Regions from separate parts of the Mus musculus genome. Here region 2 is linked to region 1. Evidence: chromatin contacts called from public Hi-C data. All regions are on one chromosome and are shown on one strand. The core of a region is the stretch at or near the end of the contact, and the rest is flanking DNA. Distances in the headings are between cores, read along the strand shown.

Evidence for each region. Hi-C and Micro-C count contacts between places; a contact is called where the count stands out from the background.
Region 2: a contact with region 1 is called in a Hi-C map of cortical glia, with 1.5 times the contacts expected there. The contact joins the promoter of Cdc42bpa here to the enhancer-like site in region 1. A contact is called at or near these places in 1 of 39 promoter capture datasets (3T3-L1-derived adipocytes), 10 of 484 Hi-C or Micro-C datasets (the HL-1 cell line, the MNK3 cell line, the N1E-115 cell line and 7 more), 5 of 115 datasets of contacts at active chromatin or transcription factors (embryonic stem cells, neural progenitor cells and pancreatic cancer cells) and 3 of 9 other capture datasets (adipose tissue, liver and pancreatic islet).

Annotation. Positions count from the first base shown.
Region 1 is chr1:179,920,627-179,924,958 of GRCm38.p6, reverse strand. No RefSeq gene overlaps it. Among named protein-coding and RNA genes, the nearest start is that of Cdc42bpa, 38 kb to the left of the region's middle. Within about 2 kb of position 1,273, at least 15 of the 459 cell types and tissues checked have an H3K27ac peak or open chromatin away from gene starts, as enhancers often do. A contact at or near this core is called in the N1E-115 cell line, cerebral cortex, cortical glia and 1 more, where this site is marked.
Region 2 is chr1:179,959,127-179,963,425 of GRCm38.p6, reverse strand. Cdc42bpa (CDC42 binding protein kinase alpha) reads right to left here and starts at 2,666. Exons shown (of 37, transcript NM_001359541.1): 1 at 2,139-2,666. The coding sequence starts at 2,316.

The DNA.
Region 1 (4,332 bases), core at 24-2,523:
GGCCTAATGTACACAAAGAAATAAAATACCAGCTCCAGAAAAAAAAAAAAAAAAGAAAAAAAAAAGAAACAAGAGGACCAATCATGAGGTCAACATGACAGCCCCAAAAGGAAACAATAACACCTGATGGCTGGTCGCTGGCACCGCAGCTGTAGAGACAAGGCTGGCAAGGGGCTAGGTCCTAAGCTGTAGACGTATATACAGCTGGTAAGACTGGTTGATGATTATATGTGGAGTGTACTATAATTTAGATGTGAAATATTCCCCAAAGCTCTATCCCTAGCCTGCTATTAGAAGGTGGTAGAATGGTTAAGAAGTAACACCTATCTGGGAGATCTTGGATGACTAGGGTGAGCAATTGAGAGATAGATTACTATCCCAGCCCACCCAACCCCAGTGTCTCCCTGTGTCACTTAGGCTAGTCTCTAATTCTTGGACCATATCCTCCCTCACCAGCCGGGTAACTAGTACCACAGACACCAGCCACAATTCAGTGTCCACCCTGATTCATTCTCTACTGAATAAGGGAGGAAGATGGAGACAGAGAGACTGACACAGACCTGGAGAATAGAAAAACAATGCTTTCAAGGAGTTTGGTTATAAAATACGAATGATCCCATAAAATTCAAAAGAAAACAATGGCATTTAAAATAAGGGTAAGAAGGCCTGGGCAAAGCCCAGGAGCAAGGGAACACAAAGGAACCGGGCACAAATGTGGAAACTGCAGCCCAGGTCAGGAGCACAGAAAGCACCACATTCAGAGCCAAGGTGAACTTGCAGACAGTGAAGTGGGAGGTGGGCAGGAACTATGGGAGGAGCCATCTCGAAGCACAATCCTGTAGTTGGAAGTAAGGAAGAAGAAAGGAATGAACCTGTTCAAACGCTGGAGAGGGGCGGAATAAAGTTGTCAGGGAGGGGAGTGCAGCGTCCTGTGAAGGGATGGGAGAGCCAGACAGGCCTCCAGCTGCTTGGGTTCTAAATCCCAACCAACACAGCCTGGTTGTATTGTTTTTCTTCAACTGCTCTCAGCTGTCCCAATGCAGGCAAGGAGTAGGCTGGAAACTGGATAGAAACCGGACTGGAATTCTGGCAAGGAAGTGCATCAAAGTGAGAAATAAGCCAGGCTGGCTAATGTGTGGGCCGGGGAATGTTTACAGTGACTGCCCAAGAACTCTAAATGGGGCAGAGAGAAATGAGGACAGCAGGGGGCGGGGGACAATGGACAGGTGCTGGGATTCAGGGTCCTGTGGGGGTAGAAATTTCTAGATTGGTGGGAGAGCGGAAGTAGGTGGGTAGGAGAGCAGAAGTGAAAAGCTGTCACTCTGGAGGACCCTGGAGAGAGTCTGTGGAAGGCTTGGGCTTCTCCGTGCCTCGCTGAAACAGTGGGAATCTCTACAAGCAAGGAAAACACAGTGTGCAGAGGCCTGAGAGCTGGGGGCTTCTGTGCACATCCAGACACCAGCAACAGTTGCACGCTGGAGAGGGTGACAAAGAGCCACTGTGTCCATTTCCTATTGTTGCTCTATCACGCCACCACAACTTTAGCAGCTCAACACAATACAAATGGATTCTCTTCTCACAGTCTCAAGGATCAGGGGTCAATTTAGTCTTACTAGTATTCAAAGTGCCAGCAGGATAGTTTTCAGTGGCAGAGCTTTCTGCCTATGTCCAACCCCAGGCACTGCCCTTTCCCTTCGTCCCAAGCTCCTTCTCCACAATGGTATCATCCCATCTTTTGCTTCTGTGGTGGTTTGAACAGGTATGCCCCCCACCCCCATAGACTCATGTGTTTGAATCTTGGCCAATAGGGAGTGGCATCATTAGAAGGTGTGGCTTGTTGGAGTAGGTGTGGCCTTGTTGGAGAAAGTGTGTCACTGTGGGGGTGAGCTTTGAAGTCTCCTATGCTCAAGCTACACCCAGTGTGACACACAGCCTCCTTCTGCTGCCTGCAGATGGAGATGCAGAACCCTGAGCTCCTCCCGCACCACGTCTGCCTGCACACTGCCATGCTTCCTGCCATAATGGTAATGAACTAAACCTCTGAAACTACAGGCCAGCCTCACTTAAATGTTTTCCATTATAGCAGTTGCCTTGGTCATGGTTTCTCTTCACAGCAATGAAACCCTAACTAAGGCAGCCTCTGTTCAGCCTCCCCACCGGCTCTAACACCTTTATAGATTACATTGGCCCCACATAGATAATACTTCCCACTCAATACTCTTTGCAAAGTCTCCCTTGCCACCTACATGTTCTCAGGTCCTGGAAATTACGGTATGGACTTCTTTGGAGGGCCATTCTTCTGCCTACCTCAATCTATTTGAAGACTCTCCGCATCTGGCTGTGTCAATCTCACTTCATCTCAGACTGAATTTATAAGATCCCCATATATTATGCCTTCTTTGAGTCTTTATTGGGGTAAATTTGGGGTTAATTTGCTATTACAAAAGATTTGATGTCCTATTCAATTCTGTTGTTATTGTTTTGTTTTTGTTGTTGAGAGAGGGTCTATTTCATATCTAAGCTAACCTCATACTCACTGTGTACTTGGACTGACCTTGAACTCAAAGCAATCTTCTTGCTTCAGTTGCTTGAGTGCTTGGATTGCAGGCATGTACAGTAAGCCCTATCTGGCTTCCTGAAGATACTAAGTCAGTATGACATAGGTATCTCTTCTAATCTTCATACTCATCCCCCAGATATTTGAAACCAATGGCTAGACTTTTGCTTGTTACATATTTTTTAAATATCCACCAGCTACACGTATTCACTCAAGAGCACTTAGATATAAAAGTTGTCAGTGTCTCTGCCAAGGGTTATATATCTCCAGGGAATTTGCGTGAGTTTTAAAGGAAAATATCAACCATCTCTGGGTCAACCAACCATTAGAGAATGAAATAATGCACAAGTAGTTGTAGAAAGTCTCAAATCCATACAAAGCAGTCTGGCAAAGCAATAAATAACACTGACTATAAAAATAAACTGTGTGGGACTGGGGAGTAGATTAGTTGGTGGAGTGTTTGCTGGCATACATGAAGTTTTGGGTTCAATTCTCATTACTAGGTTGGGGGGGGGGTGGACGTGCTCAAATGCCCATAATCCTGGCATTTGAGAAGGGAAACCAGGAAGAACAGAATTTGAAAGTTGTGCTCAGCTACATAGTGAGTTCAAGGCCAGCCTAGGCGACATGGCATACTGCTCTAAATACGAAATGAAAATCAACTGTAGACATTCATAATATCCTCTCGTAACAATCGCCATAAAGAATTAGATGACAGCACAGAGACGCTTATATCTACAGTTATAGATAATGGTGAAATTATATTCTGGATCACTGAGTCCATTATATTAATTGAATCATCAAAGTATAGTTTTTGTTTAATCAGTCAACTCATCTTCTTTAGTCGTGTGATCCTACTTCTGTGGGACACTTTGTAGATTCCACAGACCAGCATCAGAGAGCCATCCCAGGGTGGGTGTGCCCCAGTAGTGGAGGCTTGCCTAACATGCATGAAGCCTTGGGTCTATTTCCAGCAGCACAAATATCCCATCCTAATAACTAACTGACCAGCTACTGGATTGAATATGTGCCAGAAGATTTTTGTTATCAAAATGATTGAGACTCCATCCTAACTTTCCAAGCCCAGTCCTTGCCAAACCGTGGTCCCTAAGGAGCACTAGGGACATTATGTCACATAGACATAGATATTTTCTATCCCATTTTAAGAAAATAATCATAGTACCGGTTTCTTTGCTTTTTGCTGTCATAAAATCCCCGATAAAAGCATCTTAAGGAAGGGTTCATTTAGGTCCATAGCTTGAGGGCAGGGTTCAGCACAAACAGGGAACCCAGCCACAGGAGCCTGAGATGGCCTGTACCGGGGCACACTGGATGGATCCACAGTCAAGAAGCAGACAGAGATGAACTCTGCTTCTTGGCTTGCTTTCTCCTTTTTTGCTCAGTCCAAGTCCCTAGCCCACTCAGGGCAATCCTTCCCACTTCAACACAACCTAGAAAACGTCTCATAGTCCGGAGGCTTGTCTCATAGAAGATTCTAGACCCCTTTCGTGGGTCAAATACTCCTTTCGCAGGGGTCACATATCAGATAGCCTGCATATCATGTATTTACATTATGATTCATATCAGTAGCAAAATTACTGTTATAAAGTAGCAACAAAATTATGTTACGGTGGGTCACCACAACATGAGGAACTGTATTAAAGGGTTGCAGCATTGGGAAGACTGAGAACTGTTGTGTGGGTGAAGGCTCTTGCCACCAAGCCTAATAACTCGAGTTAGAGCTACAGACCCATATGATAGGAGAGAGCCAACTC
Region 2 (4,299 bases), core at 1,417-3,916, 37 kb before region 1:
TCCCAGCCCCCATGTCAGGCACCTTACAGCCGCCAGCATCCAGCTCCAAGGGGATCAGATGTCTGGGGCCTCCTCAGGAGTTTGCACTTACAACACATACCAGACCTTCACACATAGATAATTTAAAATAATAAAAATAAGCCTTTTAAAAGCACCAGTAATGGTTTATGAGACTGTAGAGTCTCATCATACCATATATCAGACAACTAAAAAGGTAAGACATGAAATTATTAATAAGAATAAAGATGATTTTGGACTGGGGATTGAACTGAATTCCCAGCACTATATAATCTGCACATGGTAATGCACAATACTGCCAGCACTGTAAAGATAGAGGGGGATGGGCCAAGGTTCAAGGCCAGTCTCAGTTACACAGAAACTTCAAGAGTGACATAAAACCCTCTCTCTGAAAAAATAAAAAAACATAGTGAATGTAGCCAAACACTTGATCTTTGTTTTACTTTTTAGTATAAGTAAATATGTATGTATGTGTTTGCAAAGTGTCTTCATAAACAGAGAAAAAAAATCCAAGAAAGGATGCTAAATGGAAGATACAGAGATTATTTTAATAAGATGGCAAAATACCCCATAGCATAAAACTACCACACATCAGGAAGCCATGAAAATGCATTTTCACTTATATAATACACTATTTTAAATTATATTTGCCACTGCTATGTACAAAGAGTTCTCCTACCGTTTTGCAAATGAAAAGGATATTAAATGACAATCATAATCACAGACTACAGTATCACTATGAAGCTGTAACTGAAGGACTCAAATTCCAACTCTAAAAGTACTGAAACCTTTTAAGTCTTCAAAAAAAGAAACACCACAGAATTCCTAAGTTTATGAAACACAGGGTGTAAGATTCCATATGCTTCATAAAATATTGTATCCTGCACATAAAAAGGCAGGTAAATGCAAAGTCAGTGCCAACATAAAAATTACCTACTCTCAAGCGAGAAGTTGCCTGACAACTGATTTAAGATTCCTTACATTCCCAGCACGCTGATGGCAAACTGCTTTGTGAAATCATCCCATGCACATTTGTACATTTTCTTTTAAACCCTGAAACATCGTGCTACTAGCAATCACTCATCTAATACTGGAAAACTGGAGAATTCAAATTGCTTCATGTTAGCATTCTTAAAGTGGGAGTTGACTTGAGAAACAAATTTTGAATGAATTTGAAAACAGAAACAACAACGGCCACTTAAATTTTTTACTTCAGAAAAATTAAGGTTTACTTGGGAATAAAGATCGTCGATATAAAAATCATTTAGCTAGCTAAAAGTATTTCAACAGCTCAAAATTCTAAATGGCCTAAATCCTTCCAGAGCTATGGTACCACTCTCTACCAGCCTGGGCAGTGATGGCCACTGCTGGATGTCAGACTTCCCTCACACGAGTGAGTGACATCAGAGGCTCCTGGAGTTCAGACAAGCCTTGAAGGTCACATGCAGAGTTTGCCCGCATCACTGATCTAGTCCACTACTATAGGTCACCTGGGTCACATCTAGCCAGTATAGACACAAATTCAATTTAGAATAAAATCTAAGGCAGGTGGAGCTGCCTCCAAACATCCTCCAACTACATCTTTTTACACACACACATACACATAATTTCTATTATTTCTCAGGAACCTAGTGATTTTTGGAAAGTCCATGTTTAGTACTTTCCTTTGCCAGTGCTATCCAGAGATGAGACTAAACCCCCTGATCACCACCTCCACATTCCTGTTGTCCTAAAATTAACACAGGGACTTCAGCATCTCCTCAAATCTCCTGTGATTTTCAAAGACTGGGAAGGAATGTTCCAACCAACAAATACCCTCCCACTGAACGGTTGTGACAACTGTGCTCAATAATCCAATTCTGCCAATCCCAGCCTTCCTTCTGAAGCTCCTGCTGCTGCCCGCCCCCCCCCCCCCCCAGACGCAGTGAGTTCACAAACAGCAAGGCCAAACAACCAGGCAACAACTAAGTGGCACCGCTTTGCCCTGGCAAACAGTTAAGAAAAACTAGGAGAGAGAAGTCTTGACTAATAGGCGTTTGTTCTGTTGTTAAGGCTATACACATCATTTTCACTATAGTTAATAATGCTCACGCCCAGCAACGCATTAGAAGAAAACTTACCCCATTCTAGATATTCAAGAATGTTCTTCTCTCTTCTCAATGGAGAATTATTGCATTCATCGTAAAGACAGATGAGGATGTCCAGTAGCGTCTCCACACTGAAGCACTGCCCATTGGTCTGAGCTGGCCCATCTAAAATAAACTGCTCCAACTGCCTCAAACGCACTTCTCCGGACATGTTTGCTTCGATTTCTGCTGGTTTTCTTTTAAATGCCCTTACGATGTCTACTGTTACTATCTGAACCTAAAAGTTTAAAGATGTGGTTTTTAAAAATAAACCACTTGTTATTTCAACAACTGTCATGCAATGCCGGTGCTGAATTAAACATCCAATACACCAGTCACCTCACTTAACGGAAGCGTCTCCAATTTCACCCATAAACATATATATCTTGAGGGTGAGTTTCCATAAAATATAGATTTAATATTTTAAGAGAATAATACAATTAAATTGTACATTTAAATAAAATAATAATTAAAAGTACAACGAACTAAAGAGTCAACACTCCTTAAAAAAAAAAAAAAAAACTCCTTCATTCAAAATTCAATTCGTGCAACATAATCCTGAAACGAATCCAGTTGCATCATTAATGAATAAAGTCCCCTTGGCATCAGCAATTCACTTCCCGGGAAGAAGAAAAATTGAAAAAGGAGGAGGGGGCAACGTATGGAGGGGGAGGGAAAGCCAAAAATTCTGCAAATGCTCCCAACCTCCACTCGGATAGCGCCTGGGCGAGTCCTCCGCGGCAAAGGGAGGGCAGCTGCCGGAGCAGTTCTCCCGGCTCGGCTCGGAGCACGCCGAGCCTCCGCTCCGAGCTCTTTCTTCCTAGGGCTTTGCAGCGAGTCTTGCTTCCAGCGGACTGCGGCGAGGACGCGTCATCTTCCTCCCGGCTTCTCCCGGGGCCTGGCCGGCGGCGCAGCCGGGATGAGGCGGGCTGCGGGCGGCTCTCGCGCCGGGCTCCGGGGGCGGCGGCTACTTGGCCGCGCGAGCCCGCTCCATGCCGGAGGCCGCTGGCGGGCCGCGCCGTGCCGCCGGGCGCAGCGCCCGGGCTCCCGCTCGCGCCCTGCGGCCGCCGCCGCCGCCGCCCCTCGGCGAGGGGCTGCGCTGACGAATTCAGAGGACGCGGGCGGCAGCCGCGGTTCGGGCGGCGACTCGAGTCCCTTCTTCCCAGCCTTGGGCTGAGGGCATCTTTCCCGACGGACGCAGGCGGCTGAGGCGCGGGAGGAGGGGGCGCTGCCGCCGCTGAGGAGACCTGAGGCTGCCGCAGCCCGGCTCCCAACCACTCCCTTCCTCCTCTGCCCGCCTCCCCCGCCCGCCCTCCCGCCCGCGCCGCTCGCGCCCGCGCCGCCCGCGCCCGCGCCCTAGGCTCCCCGAGGCCGCTCCCGGCGCCGCGGCGCGCAGGCGGAGGCTCGCGGACCGTCCGGATCCAAAATGGCGGCGCGCCCCGCCCCCCGACCCCGCTGGAAGCGGCGCGCTGCGGCCCAGCCGAGCCCGAGCCCCGGGGGAGGGGGATCGCCTCGGCCCGCGGCGCTGCGGCTGCCGCAGCCAGGGAAGCGGGGTCCCCCGGGGCGACTCGGGTGTGGAACGGGTTGGCTCGGTGAGGCACGGGCTGGGAACTGCGCCACGGTGCCTCGCCGCCGCCCGGGGTCCCCGCGGTGACCACCCCCCAGCCGGCCTTCTTCCTCCACTTCTGCGGAGATGCCGTCGGTCCCGCAAGGGTACCCTCGGCTTCCAACCGCTCTAAGACAAGACAGCCGCTCCAGACGCTGTTTACCTGCCCACCCTGCCCCCATTCGGCTTTCCCACGCCCCAGACTCCTAATTTCCGGTGTTCCTAATCCACAGCGTTTGTGTCACTCCCCCAGGATGGAAAAATAATAAGAGACTGGTCTGCTTCACCATCCCTGTCGTGCATGCGGGATCTCAAAGGAGAGGGATTCCCGTTTCTGTTTCCCAAAGTTTCCCCCAATGTGAAGCCTGGCATGTTTTCCTCCAGAAATATCCTAGATCATGCCTGTTATTCTTCACCCAAGGTGACAAGCTCCCCTGGGGATTCAGCTCCCGCAATCAACATAGTTCGTCACTGTCACCAAACCTACAACTCTCTGTCAGCACACTTTTCAGGTATGGGGACAGCCACTCTGCGGCCCGGTAGCAATGC